Linked DNA regions of Mus musculus: regions 1 and 3 are each linked to region 2. Evidence: chromatin contacts called from public promoter capture Hi-C data. All regions are on one chromosome and are shown on one strand. The core of a region is the stretch at or near the end of the contact, and the rest is flanking DNA. Distances in the headings are between cores, read along the strand shown.

Region 1 (4,393 bases), core at 1,630-4,129, 1.1 Mb after region 2:
ACTGCCTTCATCATTGTGGTCCAAAATGACTCACCCTTCAGCCTACACTCCACTGTTCTGAAAGAGAAGAGCAAATGCTCAGATTCCCAAACTTTTCTTTTAAGATGATTTTCTTTTTATTTTTAATCACTTGTATGTGTGGGGAGTGGGTGTGCCTGTGAGTGCGGTGCCTGCAGAAGCCAGAGAGGGACACCAGGTCCCCTAGAACTGGAGTTACAGGAATTGTGAGCTTCCTGATGTGGGTGCTAAAAACTGAACTTGGGTTCTCTGCAAAAGCAACAAGCCCTCTAACAGCTGAGCCACGTCTCCAGCCCCTAAACACTTTTATTTGCTTGGTTGTGTATGTGCACACATGACACATGCATACATATCTCAGAGCACATGTGGCGGTCAGAGGACCACGTGCAGGGCTCAAGAGATGGAACTCAACCCAGATTCCAAACTCTGAACACTGTTTTTGCTCATTATGTGACATCATCTTCTAGACAGAAAGTCATGTGTGAAGAGGGCCACCAGGGGTCAGCATGAGACAAGAACAATAGGAAGAGGCGAAATCTCAGTCTTTCCTCCTGGCAACATTTCCTTGGTGGGAAAAAAAAAAAAAAACCTGAAAGTCAATAAGAACAGAGTACTGAACAACCGAGTTTCCTTGTCTAAGTGTTGGCATACATCATTACATGTATTGTAAACATGGTTGTTGGTTGTAACAGTTTCACAAAGGCTAAGGGAAGTTCCAATTTGCTGTAAATAAGGCTGGCCCTGAACTCTTGCTACTCCTCGAGCACCTGCAAGAGCTGGAATCACAGGAGTCAGCCAGGTCATGTGGAGCTCAGATCAAACCCAAAGCCTCATGCACGGTACCCGCCCACGGCGCTACCTGCCCAGCCCTAGATTGCAAACCACCTGACTACCCACAGAGCACCGGCCAGGGATCTAGCTGACATTGAGATCCAGGCAAAGTCTTCGCCCTCAAAAAAGAATCGTTATAATCTAATGGGGGAGGGGGGAGGAGAGTGCAGGGAATGGCAGACAGTAACAAATAAATATATCAAAACACAGAGTAGAGCAAAGCTGAAGGGAGACAAATAAAAACAAAGTAAAACAGTGTGTGTGTGTGTGAGAGAGAGAGAGAGAGTGCCATAAGGAAGCCAGTATTCAGTACTAACTTCTGAAATAAAGATATATATCAGAACATGAAGGCTGGGTGATAAACAGGAGCCAGGTGGGATCCATTTCCAGTGCCAAGGAAAGTAATTGTGTTGTGTTTTGTTTTGCCGTGCAACAATGTCCTCTTACTATATACAGGGCAGTGACAATTGTTGTCTTAGTCTCTCCATACAGGCCAAAAATAATGCTCTGCTTAACATATTGGAACTTAAAACTGATTACTGCCTAATGAAGATTTAAAAATTATCATAAAACAAGTTTAGCCAGGGGCTGGGTCATCCTCAGGCCTCCAAGAACACAGACCTAAATGTGACCAGCTGGCCCCCAGTCTCCATTCACTGCCTGAGGTAAATGCTCAGATCAGTGGAACCTTCTGGACTCAAACCCATGGAATGTCCAACAAGATTTCCAGAAAAAGTCATTGCTACATCTTTCCGGGGTGTTACAGAAATGTGCTGGCACATACGTTAATAATTTAATAATACTAATTAATTTAATATTAAATTTAATATAACATTTAATAATTTAATAATAAGCACAGCTGTCATGGAGTTCATACCATGGTCATTCTCAATAATTTTAAAACATCTCACTGCCAGACAGTAGTGGCACATGCCTTTAGTCTCAGCACTTGAGAGGCAGAGGCAGACGGATCTCTATAAGTTCAAGGCCAGCCTGGTCTAGAAAGCAACTTCCAAGACAGCCAAGCCTACACAGGAGAGAGAGAGGCAGAAGTGGGCAGATCTCTATGTGTGTGAGGCCAACCTAATCCTCATAGCAGGTTTCAGGTGAGCCAGACCCTGTGTCAAAAAAAAACAAAACAAAACAAAACAAAACAAACAAACAAAAAAACAAAAAAAAATTTTTGTGTGTGCCAGGCAGTGGTGACCCACACCTTTAATCCCAGCACTTGGGAGGCAGAGGCAGGCAGATTTCTGAGTTCGAGGCCAGCCTGGTCTACAAAGTGAGTTCCAGGACAGCCAGGACTACACAGAGAAAAACCACCCTGTCTTGAAAAACCAAACAAAAAAAAAAAAAAGAAAAGAAAAGAAAAGAAAAAAAACAAAAAAAAATATTTTTGTGTGTCTATAATCCCCAAGGACTGGAGAGGCCGGGTAAAAGGATCACCAGTTTAAGAACAGCATGAGTTACGTAGTGAAAGTTAAAATACGGAGAGAGGAAAAAAGAAAGGGGAGGGAAGGGGAGAAAGAGGGAGAAGGAGAGGGAGATAGGGAAAGGGAGAGAGGGGAGAAGGAGAGAGGAGGAGGGGAAAAGAGGGGAGAGGGAGAGGGAGAGGGAGAGGGAGGAGAAACACGCGAAACAAGAATAGGAAGAAAAAAAAAAAAAAAATACTGATTCTCCCTGCAATATCCAGAAGAACCAACACCCCTCACATACCCAACCTAACCACAGCCCTTCATCTGAAAGGAAGGGTCCTTAGCAGTATCGGTAATACTGTAACAGACATTCAGGAAATACTATTTACAAAGGAGTCTTGTCCCACACATATAGCTTTTCCACTCTGCTGATCAAGCTCCCTGTATTTGTTGTCACCTGACTTTCTTCCCAGGTGCAGCTATCCCAGGGCTGCGACCCCTTCGGTTCATTTAATCAGTTAGAGAAGCCACAATTCCATACTTCCACACGATGTCACTGTCGAGCTAGTCTGGCGGGGCTGCGGGGGTGAAGGTGGGGGGCACCTAGCCGCTGCTGGGCACAAAATTTGCGCTCTGGCCCTCCTCAGCGTCCAGTACAATGCAAGAAGCTGTCCTCTCTCGCGCTCCCCTGAACCCTACACACCGATACAGAGATTGGGCAGAAGCGGGGACGAGGGGAGTGAGGCTGGCTGGCTATGCAGCCTCTTGAACTACTTGCTTCTCCTGAACTACCCAGAGAGTCAACCTCAGTCTGTTAATTCCTCGCCTCAACTTTTGTCCCAGAGGGAACACCTCCCATCTCTTTCTGAGGAAGGCTGACCTGCTGGTCGAAGGGTGGCCGGCCCTTCCCTGGAGACCACATTAGACACAGGGGCCCATGGGACCTTAGCGGGTCTTGAAGGAAACGTCATGCCATTTCTTTCTACAGAAAAGATGACACAAAAATATGCATCTCTGGAAGGTGCACACACCACTTACCGGGGAAATACAAGTTAAAGGGGCAATCTCCTGGCAACCCAGAAAGCCTCCTGCAAAAGTGGAAGGAAGGGAAATCCCAAATAACTACTAAAGCAGAATGTAACATTCAGCAAGCTACCAAGAGACTGCAAAGAGAAAAAAACTCTCCCCATTTATTGTAGCCAAGCAGAAAGTGCCCCCATTCGAAACACTGTAGATGGAAGGGTGGATGGGTGGATGATGGACAGATGGACAGATAACAAAGAAAACCCTGACTTCACAGAAAGTCTATCCAAGTCTGGTAATTGTACTGGCCACCTATGTTTAATGCCCTTATTCAGATGAAAACCCCCTTTTCCCTGTGAATAAGACCAAAAGTAGGTAGGAAGGTAATCTGGAGCAAGGCCCAACTGAGGTTAGGCTAGGACACTGGCAGAAACTGGGTCATAGGGCACTGAAGTCCTTGCTGGTTAAATTTCAAAGAGATGCTTCAGGAGGTCTTGTGAAAACACTTTAGGGGAGGAAAACTGGAAGAAGGACTTAGTTTGCTTCTGAAAGGATTTACAACCATTAGCAAGAGGCAGGTGAGTCTCTGAAATACCAGACTCTACTCTAAGAGGGAGCTGGGGAAAGCTTTTGGCTTCTTCTCAACAGAGACAACTAAACTGTTTTCTCTCCTTAAGTTGGTTTGGGACTGCCCCCACACAGCCTTCCCCTCCCCTTTCCTGGAGGACCAGGAGCATGAGAGGACAAAGGTGAACTCGGGAGGAACCACACCAACCATAGCACCACTGCTCCCTGGAAATCTGTCCCCGATTAAGCTAGGCCTTTGTCAAGCTGGCTGGAACATGCTGGAGGAGAAACAAATATTTAGATATTGGTCAAGAGTGGTTTCTGTTTTCACTCAGCTTTTTCTTAAAGTTTTCAAAAATACAGGAAAATTGAAAGAATGGTATAATGAATACCCCATCTAGTCACCACTTAGGCTTAAGACATGGACATTAGCAGTGTTCAGGCTCTGGAGTGCTCACCATTGCATTAAAGATCGTGAAGGAGAAGCCAGACAGGAAGGAATTGGAGGAGGAGAGGAAGGGTGGGAGTGATGTAGATAT
Region 2 (4,411 bases), core at 1,183-3,682:
GGAACAGACACAAGGTCCCATATCTCTGGGAGTCCTGTGGAGGAGGGAGAGGAAGGATCAGAGGAACCCAAGGAGTTAGGGACACCGCAGAGCCCAGAATCAACTGGCTAGGACTCGCTGGGGCTTGTAGAAATCAGGAAGCCTGCAGGGTCTGACTCAGATCCTCTACATACATGTTCTGGCTGAGGAGCTTGGTGTTCGTGGGGCAACTGGGGCTGTCTCTGACTCTTCTGCCTGCTTGTGGGGCCCTTTTCCTCCTACTGGGTTGCCCTGTTCCAGCCTTGATGCGATGATCCCGTGGTGCCTGGTCCTATTGTTGCTTCTTATGCCCTGTTTGATTGATGTCCCTGGGAAGCCTGTTCTTAGAGGGGATGTGGAGAGGGTTGGTTCTGGGGAAGAGAGGAGGGGAAAGATGGGGGCGTGGGGGAGCTGAGGGAGGAGAAATTGCAGTTGGATGTAATGTAGAATAAAAAATAAAAATTAAAAAACAATACTTTAGAAAAGGGGACTGGAGAATGCTAGGATGTGTGGGCGATTTTAAATTCTTACACAATAATATTTGCAGTTGTGACAAAGTCATTGCCCTTTGGCTCTCCTCTTTGAGCATGTAACAAAATGGGTTTGTGTCATGTCTTCTTGAACTAATCTCTTCCCCTAATGTTTACTTCTAGTTTCTTGCTGGACCAGGTTGGCCTATGCTGTGTTACTTTTTCTTGGGAGAGAGAAACAATGGCCTAGTCATTCTGGGGTAAGGGCACTGACAGACCAAAGAAAGAATTCTATCCAAGTTCAGCTTGGTGAACCATTGAGTTTATTGAGGCCACTTATAGGTACACGGGTGACTCAAAGGCAGTTACATCACCAGGAAGTCCCTTGGGCAGTTTATAGGCAACTATACAAATTAAAAATCTCACCTGGAGCGTGGGTGATTCACAAAGAACCTGCACTCCTGATGAGTTCCATGGGCAGCTTCAGTAATGGAAGAGTCCTTCTGGTCAATTTGCTCTTGGATATACACCTTCCTCCAATGAGTCTCCTGTGGCTGATTCAAGACAGCAATGGTCATGTCCACCTTAGAAGAAACAACTACACAATAGCCTAGAAGATCTAATTTGGTTTAAATCTAAAAGCTAGAAGAGAGTTTCCTAACAGTCTTGAGAGTTTGGGGGGTAAAGGGGCTCAAAGAGGGGTTAAAGAAGTGTAAACAGGATTTCTTTAGGTAGGCTACGAATAATTTTTACCTCATAACCTTTGGCATAATTGCTCAGGAAGTAAAGATAGCTGAAAGGCTTGGCAGGGTGTAGAGATAGAGGGAAGTTCAGGGTAGGCCGAAGGAATAAAGAAAACATTTGCTGAATGAACGAAACAATGGTGAGGAAAAATCAAGTCACTGGGGTGACACTACCTCCATCTATAGGATTTGTTAGAAAACAGTATTTAGTTGTGGCAAATTGTATTTTCACAATATGTCAAGTATGAATAAAAGCATTTCCCAACAACTTCCTTTTGTAAAGTAACTTTGAATCACGGTCCTAGAAGTCTAAAGTTTACAAAAGGTGGGTCATGGCTCAGAATAGTCTGAGGTCGCGCGAAAATGAGACAGAGACTCACTATGTAGTTCAGGAAGGTATTGAACACCTGATCCTCCTCTCCTGGTCTCCAGTACTGGGATTACCAGCGTGCCACCCGGAGCCTGACTTAGTAAGGTCTTACTTTAGCTTTTTGTTTGTTTGTTTTGTTTTGTTTTTTTGTTTTTCGAGACAGGGTTTCTCTGTGTATCCCTGGCTGTCCAGGAACTCACTTTGTAGACCAGGCTGGCCTCGAACTCAGAAATCCTCCTGCCTCTGCCTCCCAAGTGCTGGGATTAAAGGCGTGCGCCACCACGACCGGCGTTACTTTAGCTTTTAGTAAGCCTTGGTCAGATCAGAGATTAGGGGTGATGGTGATGATAATGAAGTCACGATGGTCTGTCCTTGTGAAGTCAAAGTCGAAGCGTTCGCGTCATCATGTTAATTCTTTCATACCACCACCTGTAGTCCTGGCCAGCGAGGAACACCAGAGCCCAGCACGCGGGCCGGGTGGGGGCTCCCGGCGGGAACCGGGTGGCCAAAGCCCGGCCCTGGTCCCCGGGTTAGGCGCCGGGCAGGGTCTTCCGAGAGCCCTCCTCATTTTTTTCCCTTTGCAAGGCCTAATGGGAGTTGTAGTTCAGCGGTAGGAAGACCCACTCGGCCCAGTCCTGTCCTCCGTTTCCTCTACGCCCCGGATGAGGGCGAACACCCGGGTCAGAGGGGCCGGGCCCAAGAAAACGCCGAACTACAATTCCCGATGGACCCGACATTCCAGTACGCAGTCACAGGTACCCGCGGCACGATCCCCGCTCCGGCGCACGCGCACCGAACGGTGGCGGGACTCGGCCGCGTGCGCTTTCCCGCCCTCGTCACGCCCTGCGCCATCGGCAGGGCTGTCTCCTGAGCTGTAGGCTTTCTCCGCGCGCCCCTCCTTCTCGGTTTCTCCCCAAGTCCAGGCTCCGCCTGTTTCCCTCCTCCAGGGCAGCCTCAACCCGCTCCTGTCTTCTCTGCCTCTGCTACTTCTGCTGAAGGAGGAGGCTCCATGTTGTCCCCTCAGCGAACTGCAGCGGTGGCATCGAGAGGAGCAGGTGAGGCGTCCAATTTTCCCGGGACCCGGTCCGTGGTTACCCACGCTGCCTCCCAGTGCTTCGGCTCCGAGGTGACAAGCCGTCCCTGCCGCCGCCTTTTTTGGTGTGGCGACGGGAGGCCGCACCGCCGGGTGTCTCGGCTCGGAATTCAGGGCCGGGGCTCCTGGAGCGGGGAACGTTCCCAGTCTCCGCCGGGAGCCCGCGGCCTCCTGCGGCCTGGTGTTCTGGCCCGTCGAGCTCCGCCCTGTGCTGGGCAGGGCGTGCCGGGCGGTGGCGCGCTCCGGGTCGGGAAGCGAGGTTGGCGGTCCGTCTTAACGGGCCGGGATCGGCGGAAGGCTTTATTGTTGAGCCTTAAAGTGCTGGAATGCTGCGGTGCAGCCTTGGAGTTGAAAGGTTTTATTTTAAACGAAAAGACCTTGAGATACTGACAAGTATTAGTAAAGTTCGTTTTCCACCCGCGCTTATCTCCATGTTTGGTGATAAAAGAATTGGCCTAAATTTGGTTGTTTTGTTTTGCAAGTTTTTTGTTTTGTTTTTTTTTTTTTTAAAGTAAGTTTGGTTCCTTTGGCTTTGCCGGAGACATAAAATGAGGTGGTAAAAGTACTAAATGAAAACCAAATAGTCCCTCCGTAAATTCATGGATGCAGTTTCGCCTGTCATTTTACCTGGCACTGTGCTTGTTTAATGGGTATGGCCCTGAAATGATTGCAAGTTTCAGTTGCGAAATCTAAAGGAAAAAAAAAAGAAGAGTCAACAGTAGTGTTTGAAGAATTTTTTAGCAAACCCCAGTCTTCAAATTTGAGTACGAAGTGGAATGTTTTGCAAAAGGTGAAGAAAAAAAAAAAAAAAAAAAAAAAAACCCCTAGCAGTCTAAAACGTCATGGTTCTCAGTTTTGTTTTGGAGAAGTGGAGTTAAGTAAAACCTACGTTAAGGATTTGTACTCTATGTCAGTATTCAGCTTACATACAAACTGCAACATCAAATGAGGGCTGTTTTGCTTCCTACGAAAACCAGCTTGTATTCTAGAAATTCCTGTGCAGCTTTTACATGCGTGAGGGGATGTATGGGTGAAAAACATTTTCACCTAGTGAAGCATAAGGCCAATACCAACATTGTTTTATTTTCGGTAGTTTACTGTCTTTTGTAATAGTCATAACCATAAGAAAAACAGTTGAGGGGTGGTGGTGGCGCACGCCTTTAATCCCTGCTCTTGGGAGGCAGAGACAGGTGGATTTCTCAGTTCAAAGCCAGCCTGGTCTACAGAGCGAGTTCCAGGACAGCCAAGGCTACACAGAAAAACCTTGTCTGGGTTCGGGGGAACAAAATGAACCAAACTAAATAACAAAACAAGTCACCCCCTGAAAACAAACAAACCCACAAACAATAACAAAACAAAACAGAAGAGGGAGGTGTGGTTGTATGCCATAATAATTTTCTTAGTGTTTAGTAAGGAAGAACAGTTTGGTTTGTGCTGCTAGGGATTGAATGCAGTTTTGTGCTTTTATAGCCCTTAACCCTAGTTTTTAGGGCTCCTCTCAACAGTGTTAAAAAAAAAAAAAAAAAAAAAAAAAAAAGTCATGGTTCTCACAGTGAGACCCTGTCTGGAAAAAAAAACTAAAAAAATAAAAACTGGATCTCACTGTGTAGCCATGGTTGGTCTGGAACTTCTTTTTTTTTTTTTTTTTTTTAAAGATTTATTTATTTATTTATTATATGGAAGTACATTATAGCTGTCTTCAGACACTCCAGAAGAG
Region 3 (4,768 bases), core at 567-3,066, 1.2 Mb after region 2:
TGGAAAGATGGCTCAGTGGTTAGGGCTATTTTGTAGAGCCGGGTGGTGGTGAGAGCCGGGTGGTGGTGATGGCGTGTCTTTAATCTCAGCACTCATGAGGCAGAAGTAGGTGGATCTCTGAGTTCAAGGCCAGCTTGGTTTACAAAGCAAGTTCAAGTACAGCTAGGGTTACACAGAGAAACCCTATCTCAAAAAATACTGTTTTATGGGCTGGAGAGATGGCTCAGTGATTAAGAGGTCCTGAATACAAATCCTAGCAACCACATGGTGGCTCACAACCACCTGTAACGAGATCTGACGCCCTCTTCTGGTGTGTCTGAAGACAGCTACAGTGTACTTACATATAATAAATAAATAAATCTTTTTTTTTTAAATACTGTTTTGTTGTTGTTCTTGCTGAAGAGCAGGGTTGGACCAGTGTTGGATTCCCAGAACCCACATGACTGTTTACAGAGTATATCTCCAGTTCCAGGGAACCTAATGTAACAGGTCTAACATCTTAGCACCACTCCAGCTGTGTTAGAAGCACCATTCTGGCTTTAGAACCCAGCATGGAGCGCCCCCATCCCCTCCCAAAACAGAAACAAAGACCCAATCCATCAAAGACCTACTTTCCATAGTTTCTGGATCCAGGAAAATTCCTAAAAATACTTAGTAACCTTGCTTTTTGGCTTTTGTAGTTTTGCTTCTCACTACCTGTTCTGGCTAACCAAAGTGTGTCAACCAGGATGTGGGGTTATGCATAAATGACCAGGAATTAAAGCTTGGGGCTACATGATTTAGCAAGTTCCCCATGCAGTCACCAGTCAAGTTTCTATTCAGCTTTAAGAGTGTCCATGTATTCTCTGATGGAATTACCAGGCAATTCTGGAGGCCCCAGAGATCCCCAGAAACTAAGATGTAGGGACACAGGGGCCTCAGATTCCCTTAGATTGATAAATGAACATTTTCTAGCAGGTGCACATCCTGAGAGGTTCCAAAGCCCCAGAAACTTCTTCAGACTCTGCTTCTGTCAACACAAAGGCTCCTGATGCCTCCAAGTTTCCTAAGTTGGAAACTATAGAAAGTTGCCCGGATCTATCCCCTCTGGGGGTGACTGTGTTTATGGTGCCTTCTGCTCAGGGTGATTAGGAAAGGCTGGATTCGGACATAATTCAAGTGTTCAGGGACCTGTGTGAGACATTATCAGATCTCCTGGTTTAAGTCTGTGCGGTGGACACCCTGGTTGCCTGTTTTGTTGTGTGTCTCTCTGTGTGTTTTTGTCAATTCAGCTGGCAGGAAGAAAGGAATCTTCAGAAGGAAGGGGAGTGAACAGTCCAAAGGCACTGCTGACGTGTATGTTAAATTATGCCAATGGAGGCTTTGTGAACAATGATTTTCAGTCTCCATCTCTCACCCAGGAAACTCCAGACCTTCTGGGAGGTAGGTTGGCCCTCTTTTGGAGCTGGGTAGCCCACTGACAGATCTCTGGATTCCCCAGGCAGTTCAGGACATCTGATATGTGATGACTGGAGACCCAGGCCACCCCATCCCATTTCTCCAGATGGAGCAATATCTTTCCCTAGTGTGAGACCCACACCCTGGTAGAGAAAACTGACCTTCCCCCTCCATATACTCCAGTATAGACCCTGGTCTTGCCGCAGGAGAAGGAAATAGTTCCCCGGGCTGTGTTGGGGTGGGGTGAGATAGTTCCCGGGCTGTGTTGGGGTGGGGTGAGGTAGTCCCTGGGCTGTGTTGTGGGTGGGGTGAGGTAGTCCCCAGGCTGTGTTGGGGGTGGGGTGAGGTAGTCCCTTTTACCTTGAGCCCCTCCCCTCCACCAGAGGGCGCCTCCCTCCTTTCACACTCTCCACTCGGACTGCTTCATCGCTTTCTGTATTGGTCCTTGTCCTTGCTCTGCTTCCTGGAACTACTCTGTTCAGCCTTGTCTCTACCCTGGGAGTGCATCCTCCAGTCCCAAGAATAAAACTGACATCATTCTCTCCTCTTGTCTCTCCATCCCAGAGCCCAAGTCCCTATGTGGAAGTGGGAAGGGGCCCAGCCTCTCACCTCGGGCCTCCCACCATCTATCTTCTGTGTGCTTATAAATGGAGGCAGACCTCATCTCCTTCCCAGAGGTTCGTCTCCTTCCCCTTACATAGTTTATGTCTCCTTCTCAACCCGTGATATGTATAGTTGGGAAACTCAGAGACCATCATTCTCTGAAAAACCTCAGGCTCTCATTAGCCTTCTTGAGACAATCTTTTACACCAACCTGGGATGACTGTCAACAGCTCCTAGCTACAAGTTGAAGGAAGAAATAACCAGCTTGAAAGTAAGAAAGCCATTCTTGGGCCTGGTGAGTGATAGCTGCTGGACAGAAGACGCAGATAAAGCAGATATCACACACACACACACACACACACACACACACACCACACACACCACAAAACCTGACTAGGACCCTAACCCTGACCAAGGTCAGGAGGCTCGGGGTCAGGAGCCCCTCTCTGGGCTCTGTTAGGATGATTGAAGGCAACTGCTAGAAAACATACCAGTCTGTCTTAGGTGAACAAGGTAATACAAGAGCCCCCAAGAATTGCCTGCTGGGTTCCTGGAGCGCCTCTGCAAGGCTTACTGGGTATTTGTCCTCATAGACCCAGATTCACAAAAAAAAAAAAAAAAAAAAAAAAAACAGCGAGCCATCAATATTAATTTTGTTATGCACTCAGCCCCAGATATTAAGAGCAGTCAGTGCACTTAACTGCTGAGCCATCTCTCCAGCCCCTTTAGTCCCCTTTCTTGATGGGCTGTGACTAATGCATACTGACTCTACACAGTGATGGCTTTGCTATTCTCCCAGTGAAGTACCTGAGTTCAAAGAAACTTCAGATGTTAGAGGGTTTGAGGATATGAATAGATCCCAATTATTGGAGGTTGCTCCAAAGGTTTACAGTAACCATGACTCTGAAGAAGCCAAGCAAAGCAAAGCAAAAGATTGACCTGAGCAGTATTGGCAGCACTGGGGGGACTAATAAAAGAGATGCCAGAGGGTGAAAGCCAAGAGGGAAAAGAGGAGGGAAGAACAATACCCTGCCCTATATCCAGGATTGGAAAGGGGGTCCTTTCCCAGGCACTGGGACCCTGGGAGAAGCCAGTGGCCGACCTATCCAAAGGAACTGACCCTGTTTCTGCCAGGTTGGCCAGCTTGTATGCATGCAGTTGTCACTACAGCCATGCCAGGAAAAGGAGCTGACAAATTGACTTTGGGCCAGGAATTGTGTAGCAGCTCTCCTGAGGGGGACCCCAGAGGGGTGGATGTCAAGCACGTCTCCTGAACCAGCCCCTCATCCCATTCTATAAAACTTCAGCCACCAACCCAGCCAACGTGCTGCCAGACAACAACCCGGCAGAGCCTCTCTACAACTGCCTGGAGGAGAATGATGGGATCCAATCCATCAGACTTGACCTACAGATGTCCCGCTACACTGATGTGGACAGTTTTGTTTAAGTTGAAATCAGGTATGCTAGAGCCACAGTTAATCACTAGGACAGGACAGTATGGGCCCAGACCCTCAGCCAAGGAATTTCAACACAAAGGGCTGAGTTTCTGGTGTTAACTCAGGTACTTCACTGGGAGAATAGCAAAGCCATCACTGTGTAGAGTCAGTATGCATTAGTCACAGCCCATCAAGAAAGGGGACTAAAGGGGCTGGAGAGATGGCTCAGCAGTTAAGTGCACTGACTGCTCTTCTGAAGGTCCTGAGTTCAAATCCCAGGAACCACATGGTAGCTCACAACCATCTGTAATGAAATCTGATGCCCTCTTCTGGTGTGTCTGAAGACTGCTACAGTGTACTTAGATATAATAATAAATAAAATCTTTAAAAAAGAAAAAAAGAAAGAAAGAAAAGAAAGAGGACTAAGGGGGCGGGGGGAGAACTGGAGAGATGGCTCAGCAATTAAGAGCACTGACTGCTCTTCCAAAGGTTCAAATCTCAGCAACCACATAGTGGCTCACAACCATCTGTAATGAGAGCTGACACCCTCTTGTGGTGTGTCTGAAGACAGCTAGAGTGTACTTACATATAATAATAAATAAATCTTTGGGCCAGAGAGAGTGGGGCCAGAGTGAGCAGGGCCATGAGGACAGAGTGAGTGGCGCTGGAGCGAGCAGAGGTCCTGAATTCAATTCCCAGCAACCACATGATGACTCACAGCCATCTGTACAGCTACAGTGCACTCATATACATAAAAATAAATAAATCTTTTTTTAAAAGGGGGAGGTGGGCAAAATGGCAATATGGCTGCCAAAAATGTAACCACTGTCCACTGCAAATGATATAAGGAAGGGGGTTCCCCAGACCCAAGGAAATGGGAGCAAACTTGGGAACCAGTAGGCTCTCTCTAGATCTTGGTTAGCTGTCTGAACCTGAATTCCTCCAGTGCTCAACCTGCACAAAACGGACAAAAGGGGAAGATATGAAACAGGAGGCAAGTGGGTGAGGTTCTTACTGGACAGAAGACACAGCCACCAAAGTCCATCAGGCCATCTGTCTGGGAACACTAAAACTGATTCATTACTCAGGCCTAGATATTACATCCCTCAACTAGACAATCTTATCAAAGACATTGTTTCCAGATGTACCATGTGTGTACAATTAAACTCCAAAGGAGAGAAAAGGGTTCCAGAAGGAATCCACAGCCAAAGAAGCATGCCCAGCGAGCATGGGAAATGAACTTCACAGAGGTAACCCACGGTTATTGGATATAAGTATTGGATAGTTTTAAC

Evidence for each region. Promoter capture Hi-C pulls out the DNA fragments that hold promoters and counts their contacts.
Region 1: a promoter capture Hi-C map of hippocampal neurons shows a contact between it and region 2, with 4 times the contacts expected there. A contact is called at or near these places in 2 of 39 promoter capture datasets (cranial neural crest and hippocampal neurons), 4 of 130 datasets of targeted methods (acute myeloid leukemia, astrocytes, large pre-B cells and 1 more) and 1 of 9 other capture datasets (embryonic stem cells).
Region 3: a contact with region 2 is called in a promoter capture Hi-C map of embryonic stem cells, with 5 times the contacts expected there. A contact is called at or near these places in 4 of 39 promoter capture datasets (the C10 cell line, cranial neural crest, embryonic stem cells and 1 more), 13 of 130 datasets of targeted methods (T-cell acute lymphoblastic leukemia, acute myeloid leukemia, astrocytes and 7 more) and 2 of 9 other capture datasets (embryonic stem cells and macrophages).

Annotation. Positions count from the first base shown.
Region 1 is chr19:8,566,817-8,571,209 of GRCm38.p6, forward strand. No RefSeq gene overlaps it. Among named protein-coding and RNA genes, the nearest start is that of Slc22a8, 24 kb to the right of the region's middle.
Region 2 is chr19:7,492,006-7,496,416 of GRCm38.p6, forward strand. Atl3 (atlastin GTPase 3) reads left to right here and starts at 2,433. Exons shown (of 13, transcript NM_146091.4): 1 at 2,433-2,656. The coding sequence starts at 2,611. It overlaps Gm52401 (a long non-coding RNA gene), which reads right to left and starts at 1,789. Exons shown (of 2, transcript XR_003952920.1): 1 at 1,612-1,789; 2 at 789-1,042.
Region 3 is chr19:8,693,750-8,698,517 of GRCm38.p6, forward strand. No RefSeq gene overlaps it. Among named protein-coding and RNA genes, the nearest start is that of Slc3a2, 18 kb to the right of the region's middle.